Regions from separate parts of the Mus musculus genome. Here regions 1, 2, 3, 5, 6 and 7 are each linked to region 4. The links are chromatin contacts, called in public Hi-C, HiCAR-type, HiChIP or PLAC-seq and promoter capture Hi-C maps. All regions are on one chromosome and are shown on one strand. Each heading gives the region's core, a stretch centred on a gene start, on an enhancer-like site or on the middle of the called end of the contact. The rest is flanking DNA. Distances are from core to core; before and after follow the strand shown.

Region 1 (2,978 bases), core at 398-2,897, 2.0 Mb after region 4:
AATATTTACTAAGAGAACAACAACAACAACACCCCCACACAATTGCTTTTGAATATAAGGCAAGCATGTGAAAATGTTTGGTATAAAAGTAGGTCATGTGTAACATATATTTTTCTTTAACTTACAAAGAACTCTGAAATGATGCTAGCTCCTAACATATTATAAAATTGCCTGAATTAGACATATATTAAAAAAATCATTAACTGCTGTTCAAAAGTACACACTCATTCTTGAAGGGAAGTATAAATATGGACATTTTTATAGGGTAAACAAGTGTTGAAGTCTTTGTAGAGGATAATTATTGTTAACCTATAGTTCTGGTAATTTTGGAGACACAGGAGAACTCCGGTTGATATATATGAACCTTATGAGCTGTAGAAAACACATCCAGCTGTGTCCGACAAAGTTCTAGACAGAAGGGCAGGAAGTATCTTCAAGGAAAGGCGCATCAATCAGAAAAGATACGATTCAGAAGTCCTTAGTAGATAATGAGATTTAAAATATATCGTGCACTTCCTGGTGATAAGAACAGAAAAACAAAACATAACAACAACAACAACAAAAAACCCCAACCTTCACCCTACTGGCCTTTTATACCGTTAACCTTTTCTTGGTTAGGGTGTCCACATCCGGACCCTACTGTCTTCTTTCAGTTCTCTCAGTATTTTCCTCTGCCACTTAAGTCTGCTTTTACTTTAAGCTTCTATCCCTACTTGTGGAAAGAAATGGGCCAGGATCACTTTAGTTTGTCTACACATTCAGTTGTTCCTAACTGGGGAAGAAGAAAGTAAAAAGATTTACAGAAACTGGGCCAACCTCTTTGGCCTGCCTCCTTCAAGCAACAGAATCTAACTCACTGCAACAGTATCTCTTTCTGGGTCCTATAACTTAGCATTGACTCTTTCACAACACAGTTTTATTGTAACCATTTTAGTTCCCCCCTCCACCCTCCCCCCCCAGCCTAGAGCCAACAGTGTAATAACATTTAAAAACACTGTGGTTGAAATCAAAGCTTTGTGCGTGGGTGATTACTGCACTGGCCACGCATATCCAGTCACAGAACAGAAGAAAATTGCAGCAATCGACCGAGGTATTTCTTTGTGGGTCATCTGAAGCACTGTACTGAGGCAGGCATCCTGTGTACAGTAGCGCCTGGAATACTTCAAGCAGAGTTTTATTGTTGCGAGGGGACAGTGAGGGGCTGATTTGTGGCGATCGGTTCCTCACCAATCGCGATGGTCAGACACTGTTCAGCGTTCTGTCCACGGACAGGGTCTCCCTTGCTCTCCAGCCGCGTTTGAAGCCACGCTTGAAGTTTCCTGGGAATACCCCCCAGCCCCGCCCAGACCACGCCCCAGTCATAAGCCCCACCCCCAGGCAAGGCTCCGCCCCGCATGCCGCCGTCGCCGCCACCGCCGGCAGGGGTCGCGCTGCCCCAGGCGAGCCGTGCAGGCGGGGGTGGGGAAGCTCCCGCAGCCGGTCGCTTTTCTCCGCCGCCGCTGGTTGGATCGTTTCAATAAAAGTCTTTTTTTTTTTTTTTTCCTTTTTTCTTTTCTTTTTTTTTTTCTAACCCCCGCTCTCGCTCGCTCCGGGGAACAGGCGGAGGCGTCAAGCCGCAGCCTCCGAGCGAGAGAAAGCAACGCGCACTCAGACGAACGAGAGCGGCGGCTGCGGTCTACCCAGCGCCCGGCAGTCCGGCAGCCCGCGCCCCGCCGCCTCGCTCCGCCCCGGCTCGGTGGCCGGGAGTACTGGGCCGTCCGCGAGGCTCCGCGGCCCGGGAGCCATGTTGAGCGGGGGGCTCTGCCACGCGTGAGGCGGCCGGCGGCCCTCGCGGAGCGGAAGGCGCGAGGTTGGGGGGTGGGGGGAGGCCTGAGCCTGAGGCGCCTCGGCGCGTCCGCCACCACCGGACCTGCATCCGCTCGCTCGCTCTGCGCGCCCGCCGGTCCGGAGCCCGCGGTCCCCGCACTTGCTGGTGAGTTGGCAGCGGGGCTGGGCAGGGATCGTGACGCCTGTCAGCGGGCGGCTCGAGTGGGGATCTTGTCGGTCGCATGTCCACGCGCGGCGTGGGCTGCGGGAGTGCGGAGCTGGTTGGGGGACCTGGGGGGAGGGGCTCCATGCGCCGCCGCTGAGAGTTCGCAGCCGATCGAGGCTTCCTGGGGAGGCTGCTGGCCCCGTGGGGCGCCGGGAGGGGAAGAGGCGGAAAGTCCCCCCGAGACACAAAGGTCCCCGGGGCCGGGGTGGAGGCGCGGGCGCGGGGCGGCGGGAGTGGGCGAGGACGCGGCGCTGCGGGCTCCTTGGAGACGCGGGAGGCTGCGCGCGGGTGGGTGGGCAGCTCCGCGGGGGAGGAGCCCTCTCGTGGGGGAGCGGGTCGACACAAAGCTCCGGGCAGCCCTCTTGCTGGCGGGTCACACCCCTGAGTGTCGCTCCAACCGGAGGCGGAGGGACTGTGGGAAACCCAGAGAACCCGGGAAGAGGGGGTTGTGTGTGTGTGTGTTCCACCGTTGTCTTAGCCGCAGTTGCTTTTCTCGGTGTTTTTGTCCGGTTGCTTCTGCTCCCCATCTCAGCTGGGTGGCCCCAGTTTTCTTCCCCACATCACCCCCACGCTGCCACCTCGCCGTCCCCTGTGGTTCCCCACTCATTCTCTCCCCTACTTTTCACCCACTCCTTCTGGGGTAAGCGGTATTTTGCCTTCAGCTAGGGGAACGTTTGCTAATGACAGGATGCCTGACTTGGTCTGACCCTGAACTGCCTTGAACTCTTCTCTTTTTTTTTTTTTTCCTCCCACCCTTTCCTTTCTGGGATCTTCTGTGTCACATGGCCATTAACAATTAGCTTTTCTTCTTCAAAAATGGCAAAAGCCTTTAGCTGAAATCCGTGGCGCCTTTCCCTTATGTTAATGTGGCCATCGAAGACGACGCATCAGTGGCCCTGTTTTATCGCCTCCTGAGCCAAATTGATTCTCTAGACACAAGTCACAA
Region 2 (3,031 bases), core at 438-2,937, 1.4 Mb before region 4:
TTGGGCCGGGGGATAAGGGATGTTATCTTACTGAATCAGAGACTGGGGACAAGGGATGTTATCTTACTGAAGCTCAGAGACGGAGAGGAGCAGGGTTCTGGGCAGAGACTGGGAATGAGTCACCCAGCTAGGGACAAGACCTGGCTGGCTGCAGGCGGCCTTCGCTAGTCTAGTAAGGCTCTGAAGTACAACCCATCACTGTCATGCCAGCTTCCAAGTAGGAGTCAGTCCCAAGACAGGCATTTTTATGAGTTGTTATGGATCCTATGTCCAAGTAATAAAATCTTGGCTTTGTAGTTATTTTTATTTTTTTATTTTTTCAAGAGAAGGTGTTGCTAAGTAGATCATGGTGACCTCAGACTTGTAGCACTCCTCCTGCCTCTGTCCCCGAAGGGCTGACATTACAGACCCATGTGTCACTACACCCAGCTTGGTTCCCTTCAAACAGCTCAGATTGCTTTCATCCTTGCACAGTATTTGTGTTAGCAGATTCTTGTTACCCTGGCATGCTTCAAGCATTGTGAACTCTAATGCTGCTTCTTCCCACCTCAAATGGCTACACTGTCTCTCTCTCCCACCTGTTTATGAAATATTTTAGTGATTTATATCTTTTTCAAAACCTGCTTCTACAACAGGTGGCCAGACAATATGGCCCAGACACACCAACAGTACCTACTAGGGCCCCTACCAAACCATCCCTAAGGGCAGACACTATATTTTAAAGATGATTAAAAGTGAGGTTAACGGCTGAGAGAGCTGGCTTAGCAGACAATACACTTGCCATTCAATCATCAGGACTTGAACTTGAGTCTCCAGAATTCACATGAAGCCAGAAGTCTGTAATCCCAGCACTCTTTAGGCAATATGGGAGAGGCAACAAGAGACCAACAAGAGGATCCTAGGAACCAGGTAACCTGGAGTACACAAGTAGCTGTTGAGGAAGAGATAGAAGAAAGTGAGGCACTACACCCAGGGCTGTTCTCTGACGTCCCCTTGTGTGACCAAAGTCACATTCATACATGAAGTGAAACTAAAGCTGAAAACAATCTTTCCAAGTTAACATAGCTAGAAAATATTAGAACCAGGACTTCATTTTGGGCATTCCATTTCAAAATTTCTACTAAGTGTGTCTATGTGTGTGTGTGTCCAGAGGATAACTTTCAAGGGCAGTTCTTTCCTTCATGGTGGTTTGGTCATCAAGTTCAGATCATCAAGCTTGCTTGACAAGTACTCTTGCTGGCTGAGAGCCATCTCACTGGCTCTAGACTTTCTAACTTCTAGGTCTTTAGGTATATTCGGTTAAATATGACATGCTGTCAATTTTACTTCCTTTAAGGTTAGACCAACGAATGGAAACATTAAATTACAGCCGTTAGTCTAAGGGAAGGATCTTGGTAAAAGAAACTGAGATTAAAAAGCTGAAATGGCCAAAAGAATAACATAAACAGAGCTACTTGTAGAGCAGAAAGTTGAGTTCGGAGGAAATGAAGAAGCAAGACTAGGATGTCAGCGAGAGAGGCACAGACAAGATGAAAGGGATGAAGAAAAGATGAAAGCCCAAGTACCAACTAGGAAAGGGCAGCGGAGGACCTAGTGGGAGTCCGAAGTAGGCAGGGCTGAAGATTCCCGGAACTCCCACAGGTCCCGCCCACCTCGAGCTCGCTCCGCCCCCCCGACTCCTCTCCCCGCCCCCGGTCTCTTAGGTGATGCTGCAGCCAAGATGGCGCTGGCGGCGGCCGCGGCGGCCTGAGCGTCATGCTTCGGGCTCTCGGCGGCGGCTGCGGCGGCTGTGGCCTCGGCCAGGCCCTCGAGTCTCTTCTGAGAGTGATCTCTCCGGCGCTTCTCCTCCGGGCCGGTGAGGCGGGACCGAAAGAAGACTGCCGCGAAGTGAGGAGGCTGTGAGGAGCGACAAGAGAGCGGCGCTCCAGCCCGGCGGGCACCATGGCTGGGATCATCAAGAAACAGATCCTGAAGCACCTCTCCAGGTCAGCGAGCGCTCGGGGCCGGTCCCGTCCGCTGGCCGCCGGTTCTCGGGTCCAGGTCGCAGGTTCGGGCTCTGCCGGTGCCGCTGGCGCCCCCGACCGGCCTCCGGAGTCACGCGGAGGGCGGCGGGGCTCGGCGGGCCGGGGTCTCCTCCTCCGCCGGGGGCCGCTCCTGCGCCGAGGCTGGTGACGTCCCCGGCGTCACTCAGGTGCTGGGTGGATGGGGTTGGGCTGGGACCCGGTCCGGCTCGGAAGCTCCCGGGGCTCGGAGCCGAGCGGCTCCGTTAGCCGAGGACTGGGGTGTGTGTGTGCCAGTGAAACGTTAACCTTGGGATTGTTCTCGGTGCCCCCTACCTGGCGTCCCCGCTCCGCTGCACGGGAGGGTGTGCTTGTTTGCACAGTTCGGATTTGTTTTAGGGGAAATTAAGCAGGACTTCTCCGCTTCGGCCAGTTCTCCGTGGAAGTCGTTTTCAGTCCCGCATCGCGTTCGTTCTTGCTGCAGAGTTTTCCGATTTTGTTCCGCGACCCTTGAGTTCAGGGAGTTAACGTCCCTGGTGTTTAAACCCCAGACGTGTCACTCTTTCCATTTCATAACACAGTTTTAGTCAGAAACATGACTCAGTAAACTGGCAGTTTGTTACTGCTCTTGGCTTCTCCATATTTGTCTCAAGAAACAGGCTAAATGTAGGACCCTGTTCCAAGTTGGTGACAGAGAATTAAAAGCTCTTGGTTAGGATCTCTTTCTCTCCTCTGTTATTTGTAAGTTAATGAATGCTTTTAACTGATTAAAGGAACGTTCTCAGGTTTAATGATAGACTTGTATAGTAAACATGTCTTCATTTTCTGGATATGTGTGTGTGTGTGTGTAATACATATATATATATTACAGTTGAGAACATATTGAACAAAACAATACTATGATTCAGCAGATATTTTCCTGACATTATATCTTTATATTGAATAAAATTTAATACACACAGTATGTATACATAAAGTATCAAACTATAGCAAAGTTTGTGACCGTGTGTTTGGTTCTTAGTATCACTAAT
Region 3 (3,259 bases), core at 715-3,214, 1.6 Mb after region 4:
ATAAATCTGACAGAATGATGCCACAAGCCAAGGCAGTCTAGACAGAAAGCAGAGAGGCTGCTCCAAGCACTCTGAAGGGCAGCAGTACTGTGAAAGACGGTGTATTTAAACATACAGAGGAGAGAAAAGGCAGAGAAATATGCTCTCACACTCAGTATGGGTGGTACCATGGTACTATTATTACAGGGCCGGCAGTGGTGGTGGTGCACGCCTTTAATCCCAGGCAGAGGCAGGTGGATCTGTGAGTTTGAGGCCAGCCTAGTCTGTGGAGCTAGTTCCAGACAGCCAGGGCTACACAGAAAACCCCTATCTCAGAAACAAAACAAACAAACAAAAACAGCAACAAAAAAGAGTACTATACTACTATCCAATTAACAAACTTGGTAATTCAATTTATCCTATTGCCTGTCTGAAGACATTAGATATATTAACAATGAGTTTGAATGAAGTGGGTTGCAACCGATATTTGTTTAGATAGAAATAAAATCAATGGAGAAAACTAAGGCACAAGCAGATGCTAGTTTTTAATTCCTGTGTGTGTGTGTGTGTGTGTGTGTGTGTGTGTGTGTGTGTGTGTGTTTAATCCATAGTGTTCCTGTGTGTGTGTGTGTGTGTGTGTGTGTGTTTAATCCATGGTAGCCACACAAAATATGTTTCTTTTTATAGGTCAACACAGTTTCATTGATACTTGAAGTCTAATAAAAAGTGGTTACTTTTTTTTTTTTTTTTTTGGTTTTTTGAGACAGGATTTCTCTGTATAGTCCTGCCTGTCCTGGAACTCACTCTGTAGACCAGGCTGGCCTTGAACTCAGAAATCCGCCTGCCTCTGCCTCCCGAGTGCTGGGATTAAAGGTGTGCGCCACCACGCCCTACTTTTTTTTTTTTTTTTTTTTTTTAAGGGATGCTACGGCAGCTACAACACACTGAATTGATTCCATCTGGTGACATAGGGGGCTGAATTTAACCAAGGTTAAAGGCCAACAGTGGTCAAAGACACGCCCCCACATCATCAACAAAAGCATCATACATATCTGGGTTCCAGAGGACAAACTAAAAAGCATAAGGCAGAAATCATTGAGTCTCAAGAGGAAAAATAAATAAATAAATAAAGTTTATGGAAAGGATTAAAACAGTTATTTGTTGTGCATATTTTTGGATACAGTAGTGTGTGGGGTGGTTCTGAGTTAGAAGGGACCCCTAGTAGGTGAGGCTAAAAACTTGCAGAGTCACCTGTTGAATTGTAGACAATGTTTCTATTTGGTGACTAAAACACTTACTCAATGCCCCTTGTTCCCCGGCCCATGGAAAAACACAGGGTAGAAAAGTTGAACTCTGAAGAACAGTAAACAGCTGCAAGCTGCTGCTACCCTAACCCCACACAAGGAGCCTACTGTGCAGTGTGGTGCAATGAGTGGATCAAGGCTCTTCAGAAGAGTTAAGCGACCCACACAGCTTCAGTGAGGCTGACTTCACGGAGACCTCTCACAGTCCCTTCGCTTGGCTTCTGGGCTCTGACATCAGTCCCCGGGAGAGGATCCCGGGAAAGAAGAGCGACAGCGACCAACTGCACTCTCTGCTCAAGAAGAGTTCTCGGGAGTTGCACCCCTAGCCCAGGGCGCCTGCGCTCAGCAGCTACGGGCGAGCCAGACCCGGGAGTCGGGGTGGACGAGCCGCTCGGGGCAGCTTGGCCCTTAAATCCGGGGCCCGCGACCCGGTCCTGTCCTGTCCTGTCCTGCCCGGTCCCCGGCCACTTTCCAGCGCGCGCGCGCGCCCGCTGCCGCCCAACGCAGGACCGAAGAGGCTGACCTCGGGGGTCCCCGGCCCAAGGCCACCGCGCTCACAGAGCCTCCCTGTCAGGCGGAACCTCACCTCTCAAGCGTGGGGCCACAGGGGAGGCCCAGCTCCACCCGTTCCTCGCTGCGCTTCCGGCTCCCGCCTGGACTGTTAAACTTGGGCGGCCGGAAGTCCCGCCTCGCATGACGTCACGGGAAAGGCGGTGCCCCGAGCGCTCAGCCCGCGGGGGTGCTGGGTGGCCTCCCACCCTGGGGCGGTGCAGAGGAAGATATCCTAGCCTGTAGCTACTGCTCCTTTATCACTCATTTGTTTGCTGGCTACTGTGTGCCAGGCGCTGAGTTAGGCTGTGGGTGTGCACTTACTGTGTTTAGCTTGAAGGGACAAGAGGTCAGTCAACACGCAGGTTCCCTAGCCTGCTGGAGATTACAGTCTAGTTAGGAAGTTAATATTAACACTTCTGTAGGGAAAGGGAAGGCAAGAATAAAATGCCAGGCAGTGGCGGTGCACACCTTTAATCCCAGCACTAGGGAGGCAGAAGCAGGCAGACTGCTGAGTTCTAAGCCAGCCTGGTCTACAGAGTGAGTTCCGGGACAGCCAGGGACTACACAGAGAACCTCTGTCTTGAACAAAACAAAACAGAAGAATAAAAGATGGGGAATTCACGGGCAACTCTCAGTTCCCACAAAAAAAGGTGTCACAGTTATCACAAAGAAGAACGCTCATAATAAAGGCAATTAACATGGTTGGTTTAGGAGAGGATTACTTGAGAGGAAGCCAAGAAAAGCTGCAGGTTAAACATCTAACTTCAAAGGGGTGTGGTGGTACAAGCCTTTAATCCTAGCACTCAGGAGGCAAAGGCAATGGGATCTCTGTGAGTTCAAATCCATCCTGGTCTACTGAACGAGTTCCAGGACGGTTATACAAAGAAACTCAGTTTCAAAGAGGGGAGGGAATGGAGAGGAAATTGTGGCAGGAGTGGGAGAAGGAAAGGAGGGGAAGAGAAAGGAAGGGGTGGGAGGGAAAAGGAGGAAAGCAGAGGAGAGGAACATCTAACCCAAAACGAACCCTAACCCTGAGAACAAACCCAGTAGTGACTTCAGCCTCTGAGCTAGCCATCTTCACATCCGCAGCTTCACATGCTGCTGTTCAGGTACATGAACACCAACTCAGTGGTTTTTTGGTTTTTTTGTTTTTGAAGGAAATGTATTTCATGGTAGAAAGGGGCCAATGAACTGAGTTTTCCCAACATTCCTGCTAAAAGATTGCTCTGTTGAGAGTTCTTACTTCCATCACTGATAGCATGTTCCTATGGAAAGTGTTGCTCCTTTGTCCCAGGTGCACACCGGATGTGTTTCTCAACTGGATACATAATGTCCCAGTTATCTGAACCCATATCAAAAACAACTGGAAACCTAAGAAGTGCCAATCCCCACCTCCCCTAGGAGAAAAAGAAGTCTCTCCAGCT
Region 4 (3,049 bases), core at 266-2,765:
ATACCAGTCAAAACATTCACATGCTTCTCGAAGATTTAAAACACTCCAAATCAACACTCATAACTAATTTTTAATGACTTGAATTCTGTTAACTAAATATAAACCTACAAAATACTATTTAAAACGTACCCCCAAAAAGCCAGCAACCAAAAAAAAAAAAAAAAAGGCAAAATGATACACACCGGCAGGAACGCATCTTACATCTCACTGGCCTGAGGCATTCAAATTCAAATACTGATACATCAGTATGTCATAAACTTTTCTTTTTGCTTCCGGATCTTTACTTCCTCCAGCAAAAATCTTACAACGATAAAACAAAACGCTCACTAGCTGGGATTCTCCAGGATGTCTACGGGAACAAACTTTTCCAAATGCAACGTACTTAAAACGTCCCGTTTACAGTACAGCAAACCCACTTAAGGCGGGGCCTGATGACTGGAAGAATATGACACGCGAGGAAACAAAACGGTTCAAAAAGCCCTCCATCTGTTTAAAAAAAAAAAAAAGTCAACAACATAAAAAGGCGGGAATGCCTTTATTTAAAAAAAAAAAAAAAAAAGGCCAGAAATGACTATGTCGCAAACTGCCCTCCAGGGAGCGCTCTGACACTGTTGCGAGTCACTTCGGCGCTAAAGCGGGAAAACGCTACAACTTCACCTCGCGCGCCGGGGGCCAAGCCTGTCGGGCTTTAGAAAACGGCTCGGAAGGCCGCGTCTACACCCACTCCGGACCGTGCACCCGGCCCGAGCAGCCAAGCAGCACAGCCGGGGCGGCTCGCACCGAGGACTCCCCTCTCCGCGCCTTCCCCGGCGGCCTCGCGATCGGGGCGCCGCCGCGGGCACGGGGAACCCCGCGAGGGGGCCAGCCCCGCCGCCGAGCACGCGCCGCGGCCGCCAAACGCCCGTCTCCGCGGCCCCGGGGGGGTTCGCCTTACCCTGCCGACGGCGCCGCGGCCGCGACCCACGGAGGCCCCGGAGCCGAGCACCGGCGTGGGCTCGCGCTCCTCGTCGCTCGAGAAGTCGGGCGGCCCTTTGCTGTTGGCTCCCGCGGCGAGCGGCGGCCGGTTGCGCGCCGTGAGGTGCTGCAGGTAGAGCTGCACGTACACGTCCTTGCGCTGCTCGCCGGCCGGGAGCGTCACGTTGTTGGCGACCAACTCGCTCTTCAACTTGTCTTTGGTCAGGACCGAAGGGTCCTCTAGGAACTCCGGCATCTCGTCCCCCTCCTTCTCTCCTCCCCGGCCCCTCACAGTCGCCGCCGCCGCTGCTCACGCCGGCGCGCTCGCTCGCTGGTCCCGGGGGCTGCGCCCGCCGCCTCGGGAGATCCCTGCCCCGGAGCGGCGCCGCGGGCACGGCACAGAACTCGGGACACAAAACCCAGGTCCGGCCCCCGCCACAAAAAGCCCCTGGCGCACGACTGGGGAGCAAGTGCAGCCGAACCCGGAGCCCGCAGCGAGCCGAGCCCATACACAAGCTAGTGCGTGGGGTGGGGTGGGGGGAGCCTGGCTCGCGCACGCCCCAAGAACGCGCGCCGCCATTGGCGGGCGCCCGGAGGAAGCGCGCCACCCATTGGCTGGGCGGCTCGCGCGGGTTCCAGCCGCCGCGGCGCAGGGCGAGAGGTGCAGAAACGCAGTTTAAAAGGCGCTCGGGCGGGAGCTCGGGCGCGGGGCCCGCTGTTTCCTCGGCTCTCCGCCCTTCCCCTCGGACGCTGATAAGGGATGGGCGGTACTGGGTTTGCACGCTGTTTCCCTCTCTCCTGGCCCCCTGCACCGGAGAAGCCTCGTCCCGGCCTCGATCGCCTTCGGACGGGCGGAGTTCTGCGCCAGCTCTCTTGAGGACCCTTTGCCCGGGCCTGGCTCCTTCCCGGGACACCGAGCCCCCCTGAAGAATGGCGGCCGACTGGCCTTGCCCCCTCCGAGTGCTGGCCCTGGAGGGGAAGCGTGAAAACCAGACAGGCTGTGGTGCGGGATGCGCAGGAAGTCAAATCCCCTCGGTTCGCAAACGCTTCTTTTGTCTGGAATCTAGGGAAAGCCAGACTTCCACAGCTGAAGGTTTCCATACAGCTTTAGTTTGTTACAAAATTGCATTTTTAAGTCTCCCTTTGCCTTCTTTTACCAAACCCTTTGGTTTCCATAGTTCTTGGGGCTTAAAACAAATGCCTTCTTTGTATTTTTAAGCCGTCTAGGTTAAGACCCCCACCCCAAGCACCAAGGATTTCCCCTAACTTCATCAAACCTAATGTTTGGTAATGGAACAAGATGAAACGCAACATTTAGAAAGTCTCTAGTATTCAACTTTATGTGCCTGTAGTGGTGCATACTAATTTTTTAATTTTAGAGGGAGCCAGGAACCCTGTAAAACTCATGCTGCTGATTCAAGTTAGCGTCTCAAATGTGCCACAGTTCTGTTTTCTGGAACACAATACTGACCAGAAATGTTTCCTATTAACAAATTACATATATGGGCGAACATGATCAGAGTTAAATTTATGTAAAAAGTCCGCAATAAGATGTGTAGTTAATAAACGCTAATGAGCCGGGCGTTGGTGGCGCACGTCTTTAATCCCACCACTTGGGAGGCAGAGGCAGGTGGATTTCTGAGTTCGAGGCTAGCCTGGTCTACAGAGTGAGTTCCAGGACAGCCAGGGCTACACAGAGAAACCCTGTCTCGAAAACAAAAAAAAAAAAAAAACAAAAACAAAAATAAAAAGCGAATGAAAGCATGTATAGTGTTTCAATGTATCTAGGGTTTTGAACAATGTGAATGTCTACACAGGAAATGGTTCAGGACACTGCTCGTGAGAGGAAGCAGCTGACCTCAGATTCAGAGTCTCTTAATCATTCCCTCAGTGTCTTAAGCTCTAGATTATGTTCTATAAAAAAGCCTTAAATTTAAGCATGAACAAAATTAAAAATATGAACAAAAATATTTAAACTGTGCTTACCTATGTCTACATGGTTAAATTGGAAGACGTTGAAAAGCAAAACCCTCAGTAAAAATGGACCTATAAATCTGAAGATAGGTTTTCTTTTGTGTTTTCAAGACAGGGTCTC
Region 5 (3,182 bases), core at 637-3,136, 1.5 Mb before region 4:
GACAAGAGGGCCTTACAGAGACATCAAGAATTTCAGTTAGGCTCTGTGAGGCAGAGGCCTTTGTGAGTTCAAGGCCAGCCTGGTCTACAAAGAGAGTTCCAGGACAGCCAAGGCCATACAATGAAATTTTGTCTCAAAAAAAGCAAAAACAAAAACAACAAAAAAAGAATTTCAGTTACTCCAAAAGGTAAAGCCATTGTGATCAGATCTATATTATGAGATGTCCATCCCAGCACAGAGACCACAGGTGTCAAGCCCTCTAGATGCAAGAGACCAATGTGACTGCAACAAGGAGGTGGTGCTGAAGATGAAGATTCAATATTTAAAAGGCAAACATCAATAGGACCTCATAAAAGATGTCGAATGAGGAATAATAAGAACTTAACAAATTTCAACTCCTATAAAATAGGATCAAAACATGTACGAGGACCTGGTTTTGGGGAGTTTTTTTGGTTTTTTGGTTTTTTTTTTTTGAGAGGATAAATCACAAATTTCAACTATGTCAACATGATTTAATTCCCAAATATAGAATGTATTTGTATAGCAATGTCCTACTGTATGGAATTACAACACATCTGTATTACATATGTAATCGTCTCTGACAGACAAAATGAATGATCTTCACATGTGCGTAGGTATATCTGAACAGAATAAAGCTCTATGTGTTCAGTTAGGCTCCTTTCCTTTGCATAACCACAATCCCCTTCTCCTCCAACCTTTATTAAGGAGGGGAAAGCCTTCAAAGTCGAAAAAGAATCTTCCAAGCAAACACCAGAACTGCTTGGGTTTTGTAATGGCTGACTGACTTACAGCATCTTTGTTAAATTGCTTTCTCTGAACAGAGGCGCACGACTCAGAAAACTTAAATACGGCGTTTCAAAGTGTCATCACACAATCCCTGGTTTTGATGTGCAAAGAAAAACCTCTAGCTGATAATTTACAATCAAAATCACTTTAAGGAGCTGGTCTGGAGTCTCTTCAATCCTGTTGAGAAAGGGAAACACTGTGTGTCCTTAATTACTGATCACAGGTAACGCGTCCATGCGAATCCCAAGAAGTTTCTGCAAGCTTTATCTGTCTAAACCTTTTTCTGTAGCTTAAACAGGCGCACTGGAGCCCCCATGGGGATTTCTTTCTCTCAAACCTTATCTGCCCCACCCACCTCACACACACAATAACCGTCCAGTCCAGAAAGACAACTACCATCAGAGAAAGGCGTCCGAAGTGCAGGGCCTTAGCCGGTGACCCCAGCTATCGGAACCAAGTATCAGAAACGAGGGGGGCTGTCTCAGCAGTCCCGGAGCACTGTCCAATTTCCCAAAAGGATACGGAGATCTCCACGGCGGAAACCCGAGCTCCTGCGCCAGCTCTGGGGACTCTCCCAGCAGCAGAATGACCCAGGCAGCGGGGCTCCCGTCGCCCGAAGGCCTCGCCCAGAGTCACCGGCCTCTGAGATCCGCTCCCTCCCGCTTCTCGCTACCTGGATCCGGCTTCCCGGGCCACCCACCGCCAGCCCGCCCGACCCGGCCCGTCACTAGGCAACAGTAGCAGCCGGGAGGCCCGGGGAGACCCGTAGCCCGCAAGCTGGCCGCAGACCCAGGTCGCCCGGTGCCCGAGACAGGTCACTCACCTCGCAGCCGGCTACCTGGAGGGGCGGTGCTGGGGCCGGTCCCCCGCCGGCTCCCTCAATGCCTCCGGGCTGTGACTGCTCGGGCCGCGCTCCTGGCCGCCACCGAACGCTTACTCCATCTCCTCCGTCACCCCCGAGTCCGCAGAACCCCGAGATCGAGGAGTAAAGGGGGAAGGGAGGGAAGGGACTAGGGAAGAAGAGCACGGTAGGGGGAAGAGCACCGAAAGACCTGCCCGCTCCTGCATGACGTCACTTCCGGGCGGTTCGGAAGGGTAAGGCTTGGCTTCCCTCCGCCCTCCCCGAGGCGGAGTGAGGCGGGGCTCCCGGGGCGGGGGTGGAGCCAGCCCGGGCCTCTGCTGACAGCCGTACCTGTGACTCTGATCACTAGTCTTCGCGGGCAAGACCAGCTTTCCGGGGCCCCAGGCTAGGAAGCCCGAGTTTCTGGAACCATAGAAGGGGATTCTCCAAGATAATGAGGACAGGTAACCAAATGTATATTGGAGATGACTGACAGTGACTTGATGGCTGGACACTGCAGCTCTGGTTGTGAGGCCCCTCCCCTTTTCTGTTTCCCAGGCCACCTGCCCTTGCTGGTCTAGTGACTGATTACATAGGACTCAGCTTTCTCTGACTTTCTGCTAAGTGACCTTAGAACCTAGAAAAGCCGTGCTTCTCACACAGGGCCGTGTTAAAGTGCAGATTCTGCTGCACAAGTAGGATCGGATGCTCTGCGTTTCTAAGACATTCTCAGATAACCCCGGTGCCACAGTTCCACAATTAGAGCAACAAAGATTATTTATCTTACGTGCTTAATGAAAGAAGTAAATTGTTCTGAAAAATATACCTAGGTGAAACTGGGCACAGCCTCTGTCTCCCTGCTATCCATCCAAGTAACCCGTACATAGTAGTAGGACTACTACCACCCTAACTAACCCTAACCCTGCCTCTCCTGTCTCTGCTCTGTCCCTGGTTCAGGTTAAAATGTCTTAAGATGGGTAATAGGGTAGATTCTATTACAAGAAGAATTGGAGGAGGGGGAGGAAGAGAAGAGGGAAGAGGATTATGGGGTGTGTGTGTATGTGTGTGTACATGTTTGTGTGGTGTGTTTACATGTTTGTGTAGGTACAGCTGTATGTACACACGCCAGAAAAGCTCGAGGCTAGAGGTTAGCCTTAGGAGTTGTTCCTGGGGAGCTGTCCATGTTTTTGAGACAAGGTCTCTAAATAGAACCTGGTGCTTTGCCTTTCTCTTATCTCTTCAGCTGTGAAATTAGGAGCACCCACCACCAAGCCTGGCTTTTTAATGTATGTTCAGGAGATCCAACTTAGATCTGCATGCTTAGAAAGTTATCATCTCACTAGCTGAGCCTTCTCTTTCCAGCCCCAGAAGGGTGGACTTTTATTTCTGTCCTTTTGCCAAGAGCATCTTATAAGTTATGTGTTGGTAATGTTACTTCTAGTTCTTCGTGGTCAAGAAAGGAAAGGCTTAGATTCTTGTATTCTGCACACAAAACATCTAGAAATCATGTTCTCTATATTTCAACTTTTTCTTT
Region 6 (2,920 bases), core at 389-2,888, 1.9 Mb after region 4:
CCTTAGCAGTAGCCCATTGTCAGCTGGCTCCCTCGGGGGTCTAACGCGCTTCCTCCACACTCACGCACTGCTCCTAAGACTATCCATCTCTACCACGTGATGTTGACCTCTCCATCCCAGAGCTAACAAGATAAAAAAAAAAAAAAGGCTATATTATCAGCTATCAGCTATCACTCCACTCCACAGAAATAGAGCTTGGAAGTCACTTATTTCCCCCCAAACCCTGCGTTTTCAATTGTGTGAGAACCATGGCACATGCATGTGGAGCTAAGACTTCCTTTAATTTAGGAAGAGGAAGTGGGATCCAACTAGCTCTGTGGGTGAAAAGGTCCCAGAAAGAAAGGCACCTTAGACAGAAACTTCTGGATGGCTGATGGCGATTAGAATTGCCAGGACCGAGGAGAGGTTGATATTGCAGGTCCAGAGTCTAATTACAATTTATCTTGGGCTACCGTTTAGCCCCTTTAAAGCATCTCTTGCCTGCCTCTGTGTTTGATCCTCGTGACTTGACTGCCAGGTAAAATCACTTGGAATATGTTAACTTTGGAGACCTCCCAGAACTGCCACCAACCAAAAGGTTAAATATGTCATCAGAGAGTTATCTGAGGCTTGCACAGATTTCCCACTTTGCTGTGACCTGCCGGCCTCATGTTTCTACCAATTTATTTGAAAGGTGTCCTCGTGTAAGACTAAAAAGTCATAAATGACTATACAGGCTTCGTGAAACTGTTAACCATATTGGACAAGTGATTTGGGGAAACCTGAATCTGTACCCCTAGGCCATGGCCACTCACATTTGGCTTCAGAAAAAAAATGATCTCTTTATCTTACCTGGGGTAAGTGTTGTATTTTTGCATTGATGGTCTTTTAAAATGGAAGCATTTCTGTGCCTTCTCTATTTCAGTGGTTCTCGGCCTTCCTAATGCCACTGCAACCCTCTATAACACAGTTCCTCATGCTGTAGTTACTCCCAACCATAAAATTATTTCATTGCTACCTCATAACTTTAAGTTAGCTACTGTTTTGAATTGTGACAATTATCTCTGATATGCAAGATGCAAGACAGCTGATATGTGACAAGCCCAGGGGTCGGGACCCATAGGTTGAGAAACCATGCTCTATTGGGTAATTTTTGCCTCCCAATACATAGATTAAAGTCTAAGAAATAGACACAGAGGAAGAAAATCAAGCTGGGAAACTGAAAAAATTTGAGAAGGCACTCACTCACACCGCCCATGCCTGGCCTAAAATTCCCGTGCATAAATTAACTCCTTGTCCAACACTGTATAGAACTTGCTATATTTGGGCTTAGGCCAGTGATATGGGGTTAAACTCACAAGTTCACAAACTGAAAGCCCAGCCTTGGCAGGGTCTTATCAAGCCAAGCCCAGGTCCATGACCTTCAAAGACGTAGACCCTGACACAGAACTCACACCATGGTACATGCTCAGTTTCTGGTATAATACTGAGCGGGGGGAAACGGCATATATGCCACAGTTGCTAGACTCACAGTAAAGCAAAAATATTCAGAAAACTAGAAGTCATTAAAACAGGACACTGAACAGCCAGGCCGTTGGCCTGAGGGGCTGACAGGGCAAGGCCACAGGCCTAGGGAAAAACAACAGGAAATAGTGTCTGGGCTCCTTTGTGTAAGTTAGGAACATGGTGACTCAGCACTTCCTGCTGTAGGTCCACCACACCCTCTGCTGAGCTGAGCTGCCCTCCCATCCCAGGCTCCCTTTGGTCCCTGAAGGAACCACCTGGAGACTTTCAAATACAAAATAAAAGGGCAGGCTTTGTAGTTGTTATGGCTGTTACTATACCTCAGTACAGTTTTACTTATTTGCATATTGTTTCCAATATTAAAAAAAAAATTAAACCCTTTAGACTAGGAAGGCTATCAACCCAAATACTAAGTAGCCAAAGGAGTTTGTTTCTAGCTGGCTCTCTGTCTGTTTTGTAACCACTTACTTTTATTTGACAGAGGCTGTCTCCAACCTTCAGGAGCTTCTCGTTGTAATAGTTGGACGGCAGCCTGGGAGCATATTTGGTCCAGATATTAAACAGCGTGGTGGCACTGTAAGAGTCATGAAGTGAAAAGACATCTTCAGAATGAGCAGGCAGTGTCAATTAATTCGTGGGCAACCCCTTTCTCACCTGCCTTGTGCTGAGTCTTTCTCATATTCCTTATTGTTAACGTCTAAGGATCAACAAACATTAGTATATCTAGTGTGTGCCCACCGTTGACTGGAGCCCCTTTTTATATGTGTTTAAAAAAAACCTCCTTTTGAGAACAGCTTTTAACTTCACAGTGAAGAAAATCCAGAGATGTTCCTCCATCTCCATCCCCAGGCATAAGCAAGCTGTGTGTCCTCTATGGGTATCCACCCTTCTGGGGTTCTTCGTCTCAAGAGAGATCTTCGAGGTGGACTCGGAAGGAAGTCCAAGGACCATTTTACTAAAGGAAGGAACGTAGTGCAGGCTAGATAAAGAGCCCGGAAGCAGCCAGGAGATGGAGCAAAAGTCATGCCTTTTAAGTTAGGCATGGGATAGAAAGAGACAGATGATTACTAAAGGAGAAAACACTCCCGAGAAAGAAGTGAGCCAGTAAGCCAAGGAGAGAGCCATATGGTATATGTTCTGTTATAGCTCTCTCCTCTCTCTGCTTTGCATTTCATTTGTTCCACGCATGCTCAGTTCCTCAGGTTGTGTCAGGATCTCCAGTGTTCCTCGGCAGACTGACTTCTTTCTTATGTTACCCTTTTTTTTTTTTTTTAATGTATGAGTGTTTTTGCCTTGCATGCATGTATTTGCAGTACCCTGGAAGACCAGAAGAGGGCATCAGATGACCTGTAGCCATCTACAGGTGGTTGTGAGGCACCAGTGGGGGCAGGGAACTGAACCCAAGAGCAGGAAGTTC
Region 7 (3,014 bases), core at 58-2,557, 2.0 Mb after region 4:
AGCCGTTTTGTTTGCTCCATCTTCAGAGTGTAGGCTCTTCTGGCATCAGGCATCTACAAAAGGTGACTGTGTGCTGCATCTATACGCAAAAAGTATCAATTTTCTCAAATATATCTCTGTTATTAAAGGCAGTCTGTGGCAACCTGTCTCCCAATAGCTGAGTCTTGTGTCATTCTTTTCTGTGAAGTCACAGAATGAAGCAGCTTCTTGAGCATTATTTTGGCCTCATGCCTTTCAAATGGTACTCCAGCTCCTGATTCAGACGTGAGAGCAAGCTGGCTGAGACATCTATCACTACTTGGTTCATCAGCACTGATCTACCTGCCTATGGGGAGGGATATACATCTCCCACCATTCCATGCGGTCTGCTTCCCTCAAAACTGCACACATAGGAAAGCTGACAAGAAAACTTGGAAGGAGCCCATGGTTCCTGGCACACTTGTCTATGGAAAGAGGAGACTAAGAGGGGATGTGGGCCTGATATAAGAATTAGGGAACTCTATCAACAAATGGTCAAGTGCTGTAGGGGTGGCAACAGAAGTAGATGTCAAGAGGGTACAAAGAAAAACAGGGCTAATGTGGTGCTGTGGAAGCCAAGGGATGGGAAAGTTTCAAAAACAAACAAACAAACAAATAAACAAAACCCAGAGAGACAATAACAAAATATAGCATAAGAAATAATGCCAGAGCCAGGTGGTAGTGAGGCAGAATCAGGTAGATCTCTGAGTCCAAGGCCAGCCTGGTCTACAGAGTGAGTTCCAAGACACGCAGGGCTACACAGAGAAACCCTGTCTCAGAAAAGAAGGAGAAAGAGGATGAGGAGGAGAGAAGGAGAAGAGAATAACAATGGCAGGTTATTCAAACTTAAAAGGGTAACTAACACATTTAACACATGCTACACAATGGATGAGCCCACAATGGATGACATCACACTGAGCCACAGAAGTCAGCCTTAAGAGAATGAGTGCCATATGATTTCTTTACATAAAGTATCTAGAATACCAACCCTATGGTGACAATAGAGTCGTGGTTCCCAGGGTTGGGTGAGGAAAAGCTCATTAGGAAGTCAGTGCTTAAAGGGTGTAGGGTTTCAGTTTTGTTGTGAATAGGTAGTGGTGATGGAGGCATAGCAACATTGTGAATGGTCTTACTGCCACCTAACTGGACACTTACAGTGATTGTGGTGGCAAACTCTGTGTTACACATATTTTTACCACAGTTATTGTAAAGACAGGTCCATAGAGTCCGATGCTGCTAAAAGCTCAGGTTCAGGGAGGGGTGGAAATAGCCCTTGTGGTTAGTGTCATGGAAACCTCTGGTGATGAGAGTGAGGATTTGCCTACATTCCTGATGACCCCATTATTCCCGTGTAAGAAGTCAAGCATACTTTCTGGCTTACAATTTACTTACAGTGAATGTTGAGTCATGGCTGATTCAGGCCATGGTCAGCTCCCATGATGAACCTCTTCCTCCTGTCCCTGCCCTCACTGATTCATCTCATTCTCCTGGTTCTGTCTTTGGCACACACACACACACACACACACACACACACACACACACACACACATACACACACACATTTCATCATTTTTCTGACTAAAGCTGAAGAGGACGGCGAGGTCCTGCATCTTCAAGTACTGTGTGAGTAAGCCTCCAGTTAGCTGGCCAATATCTTTCCCTTGCTTCCAGTTAGTGAACACTCTTCCTCCCAGGGTCTTTCCCCAGATTAACTTCATTTGACTCCCAAAAATTCTACCACTTCTTTCACCCCCATTATCCACTAAATTTCATTTAAGGAAGAGTAAAATGCCATTTTAAATTTATTTGATGGTTACTAGGAGGTTAACACTCTGTAAGCATTTATTTTCCCATGTCATACACTTGGTAGAACCCGTGTTAGCACAGTGGCTGCTGTGATCATTACCGAAGATAGAGTCCCTACCCCGTAACCCAACGAGGCAGAGTTTAGCCAGCCTTAGACATGGAAGTGTATGACTTGGGGCGAAAAAACAAAACAAAACAACAACAAAACAAAAACAACTCAACATGGATGGGGCTGGAGAGATGGCTTAGCAGTTAAGAGCACTCATACTCTTCCAGAAGTCTTGAGTTCAATTCCCAGCAACCACTAGGTGATTTACAACCATCTGTAATGGAATCTGATGCTGAAGAGGTCAGCTCAAGACCTTTGGAAAATTCCACCAGGCAACCCTCCTTGAAGAGAAAGATGGTGGAGCTTGTAGGCACCCTCTCCCCTCCAGAAAGAAAAGGCTGATTACATTCCTCAGAAAGACCACAGAGGAGATAGACTGTATGTCTGAAGACAGCTATAGTGTTCTCATATATATAAAGTAATAATTCTTTAAAAAAATGGCTAAGAAAAAAAATATCTCTTTCCACAGGATCATTTACAGCTATTTTGGGAATGAGTATGTCAGTCCATTTCAGTCAAAACTCAACCCCCTGCTGATTAATTAAGTATAGTGCGTACGCATACATTCACCACCCTAACAATGTCATAGAAGTTGTATATCCTCAAAGCCTAACTGTTACAACAGAACCCTGAAGCACTTGCTGGCTCCGCTCCCACGTGGATTCTATGATCCACTATGAGTGGGTTACCATGTCTGGAAAGATGGCAAAGTGGTTAAGAGAGGTGTCCTCTTACTTTTGACTGAGTTTCATTCCCAGCCACCAACACTCTCCCTCCATGGTGGCTTACAACCATCTATAACTCTAACACCAGGGAATCTGATGTCGGTCTCTGCCCTCCAGGGCTGCTGAGCACACATGTGACGCACAACATAAACACAGTCAAAACATTCACACATGTAAGATCAAAATAATTAAGTCCTCTTTAAGAAGCAATTGATCTTATTTTACTGTTTATTCATTTCAACTGATGATTAGAAAACCCATGATCAATTAAAGGACATTTCATGGGAGAAAAAGGGAACAATGATTGTGCACTGTTTACACAGTTATAGATAGACACCAGTTATACCAATGTCAAA

The links. Promoter capture Hi-C pulls out the DNA fragments that hold promoters and counts their contacts. A called contact is a pair of places that touch in the nucleus more often than the background predicts. HiCAR-type assays count read pairs that join an accessible place to other places. HiChIP or PLAC-seq counts read pairs in DNA pulled down with a chosen protein or histone mark. Capture Hi-C pulls out chosen DNA fragments and counts their contacts.
Region 1: a contact with region 4 is called in a HiCAR-type map of astrocytes, with 9 times the contacts expected there. The contact joins the promoter of Cdk17 here to the promoter of Tmpo in region 4. A contact is called at or near these places in 16 of 39 promoter capture datasets (the 3T3-L1 cell line, 3T3-L1-derived adipocytes, the C10 cell line and 11 more), 2 of 15 datasets of contacts at CTCF or cohesin (embryonic stem cells and large pre-B cells), 11 of 484 Hi-C or Micro-C datasets (CD8 T cells, the G1E-ER4 cell line, Th1 cells and 5 more), 25 of 115 datasets of contacts at active chromatin or transcription factors (the 230-238 cell line, the NIH/3T3 cell line, Th17 cells and 18 more) and 2 of 9 other capture datasets (adipose tissue and liver).
Region 2: a contact with region 4 is called in a Hi-C map of muscle stem cells, with 5 times the contacts expected there. The contact joins the promoter of Uhrf1bp1l here to the promoter of Tmpo in region 4. A contact is called at or near these places in 9 of 39 promoter capture datasets (the 3T3-L1 cell line, the C10 cell line, embryonic stem cells and 5 more), 9 of 484 Hi-C or Micro-C datasets (B cells, CD4 T cells, the G1E-ER4 cell line and 5 more), 15 of 115 datasets of contacts at active chromatin or transcription factors (the NIH/3T3 cell line, astrocytes, bone marrow-derived dendritic cells and 12 more) and 1 of 9 other capture datasets (adipose tissue).
Region 3: a promoter capture Hi-C map of liver shows a contact between it and region 4, with 2.9 times the contacts expected there. The contact joins the promoter of Nedd1 here to the promoter of Tmpo in region 4. A contact is called at or near these places in 11 of 39 promoter capture datasets (the 3T3-L1 cell line, 3T3-L1-derived adipocytes, the C10 cell line and 6 more), 1 of 484 Hi-C or Micro-C datasets (B cells), 8 of 115 datasets of contacts at active chromatin or transcription factors (the NIH/3T3 cell line, astrocytes, bone marrow-derived macrophages and 5 more) and 2 of 9 other capture datasets (embryonic stem cells and liver).
Region 5: a contact with region 4 is called in an H3K4me3 HiChIP or PLAC-seq map of stem cell-derived neural progenitor cells, with 6 times the contacts expected there. The contact joins the promoter of Scyl2 here to the promoter of Tmpo in region 4. A contact is called at or near these places in 8 of 39 promoter capture datasets (the 3T3-L1 cell line, embryonic stem cells, erythroid cells and 4 more), 2 of 484 Hi-C or Micro-C datasets (B cells and pre-B cells), 3 of 115 datasets of contacts at active chromatin or transcription factors (embryonic stem cells, pro-B cells and stem cell-derived neural progenitor cells) and 1 of 9 other capture datasets (liver).
Region 6: a promoter capture Hi-C map of liver shows a contact between it and region 4, with 6 times the contacts expected there. The contact joins the enhancer-like site here to the promoter of Tmpo in region 4. A contact is called at or near these places in 5 of 39 promoter capture datasets (the 3T3-L1 cell line, hippocampal neurons, liver and 1 more), 1 of 484 Hi-C or Micro-C datasets (the G1E-ER4 cell line), 8 of 115 datasets of contacts at active chromatin or transcription factors (T-cell acute lymphoblastic leukemia, embryonic forebrain, embryonic stem cells and 4 more) and 2 of 9 other capture datasets (adipose tissue and liver).
Region 7: a contact with region 4 is called in a FOXA1 HiChIP or PLAC-seq map of pancreatic cancer cells. The contact joins the enhancer-like site here to the promoter of Tmpo in region 4. A contact is called at or near these places in 3 of 39 promoter capture datasets (hippocampal neurons, liver and pre-B cells) and 2 of 115 datasets of contacts at active chromatin or transcription factors (forebrain and pancreatic cancer cells).

Annotation. Positions count from the first base shown.
Region 1 is chr10:93,159,229-93,162,206 of GRCm38.p6, forward strand. Cdk17 (cyclin-dependent kinase 17) reads left to right here and starts at 1,648. Exons shown (of 17, transcript NM_146239.2): 1 at 1,648-1,972.
Region 2 is chr10:89,743,304-89,746,334 of GRCm38.p6, forward strand. Uhrf1bp1l (UHRF1 (ICBP90) binding protein 1-like) reads left to right here and starts at 1,688. Exons shown (of 21, transcript NM_029166.2): 1 at 1,688-1,985. The coding sequence starts at 1,942.
Region 3 is chr10:92,720,454-92,723,712 of GRCm38.p6, forward strand. Nedd1 (neural precursor cell expressed, developmentally down-regulated gene 1) reads right to left here and starts at 1,965. Exons shown (of 15, transcript NM_008682.2): 1 at 1,870-1,965.
Region 4 is chr10:91,170,104-91,173,152 of GRCm38.p6, forward strand. It overlaps Tmpo (thymopoietin), which reads right to left and starts at 1,516. Exons shown (of 4, transcript NM_011605.3): 1 at 935-1,516. The coding sequence starts at 1,210.
Region 5 is chr10:89,684,408-89,687,589 of GRCm38.p6, forward strand. It overlaps Scyl2 (SCY1-like 2 (S. cerevisiae)), which reads right to left and starts at 1,887. Exons shown (of 18, transcript NM_198021.3): 1 at 1,631-1,887. It overlaps 1500026H17Rik (RIKEN cDNA 1500026H17 gene), which reads left to right and starts at 1,956. Exons shown (of 3, transcript NR_130956.1): 1 at 1,956-2,112.
Region 6 is chr10:93,067,858-93,070,777 of GRCm38.p6, forward strand. Cfap54 (cilia and flagella associated protein 54) reads right to left here. Exons shown (of 68, transcript NM_001347060.2): 2 at 1,972-2,077. Among named protein-coding and RNA genes, the nearest start is that of Gm40739, 5.5 kb to the right of the region's middle. Within about 2 kb of position 1,639, at least 190 of the 459 cell types and tissues checked have an H3K27ac peak or open chromatin away from gene starts, as enhancers often do. A contact at or near this core is called in the G1E-ER4 cell line, T-cell acute lymphoblastic leukemia, adipose tissue and 5 more, where this site is marked.
Region 7 is chr10:93,137,449-93,140,462 of GRCm38.p6, forward strand. No RefSeq gene overlaps it. Among named protein-coding and RNA genes, the nearest start is that of Gm40741, 4.3 kb to the right of the region's middle. Within about 2 kb of position 1,308, at least 55 of the 459 cell types and tissues checked have an H3K27ac peak or open chromatin away from gene starts, as enhancers often do. A contact at or near this core is called in pancreatic cancer cells, where this site is marked.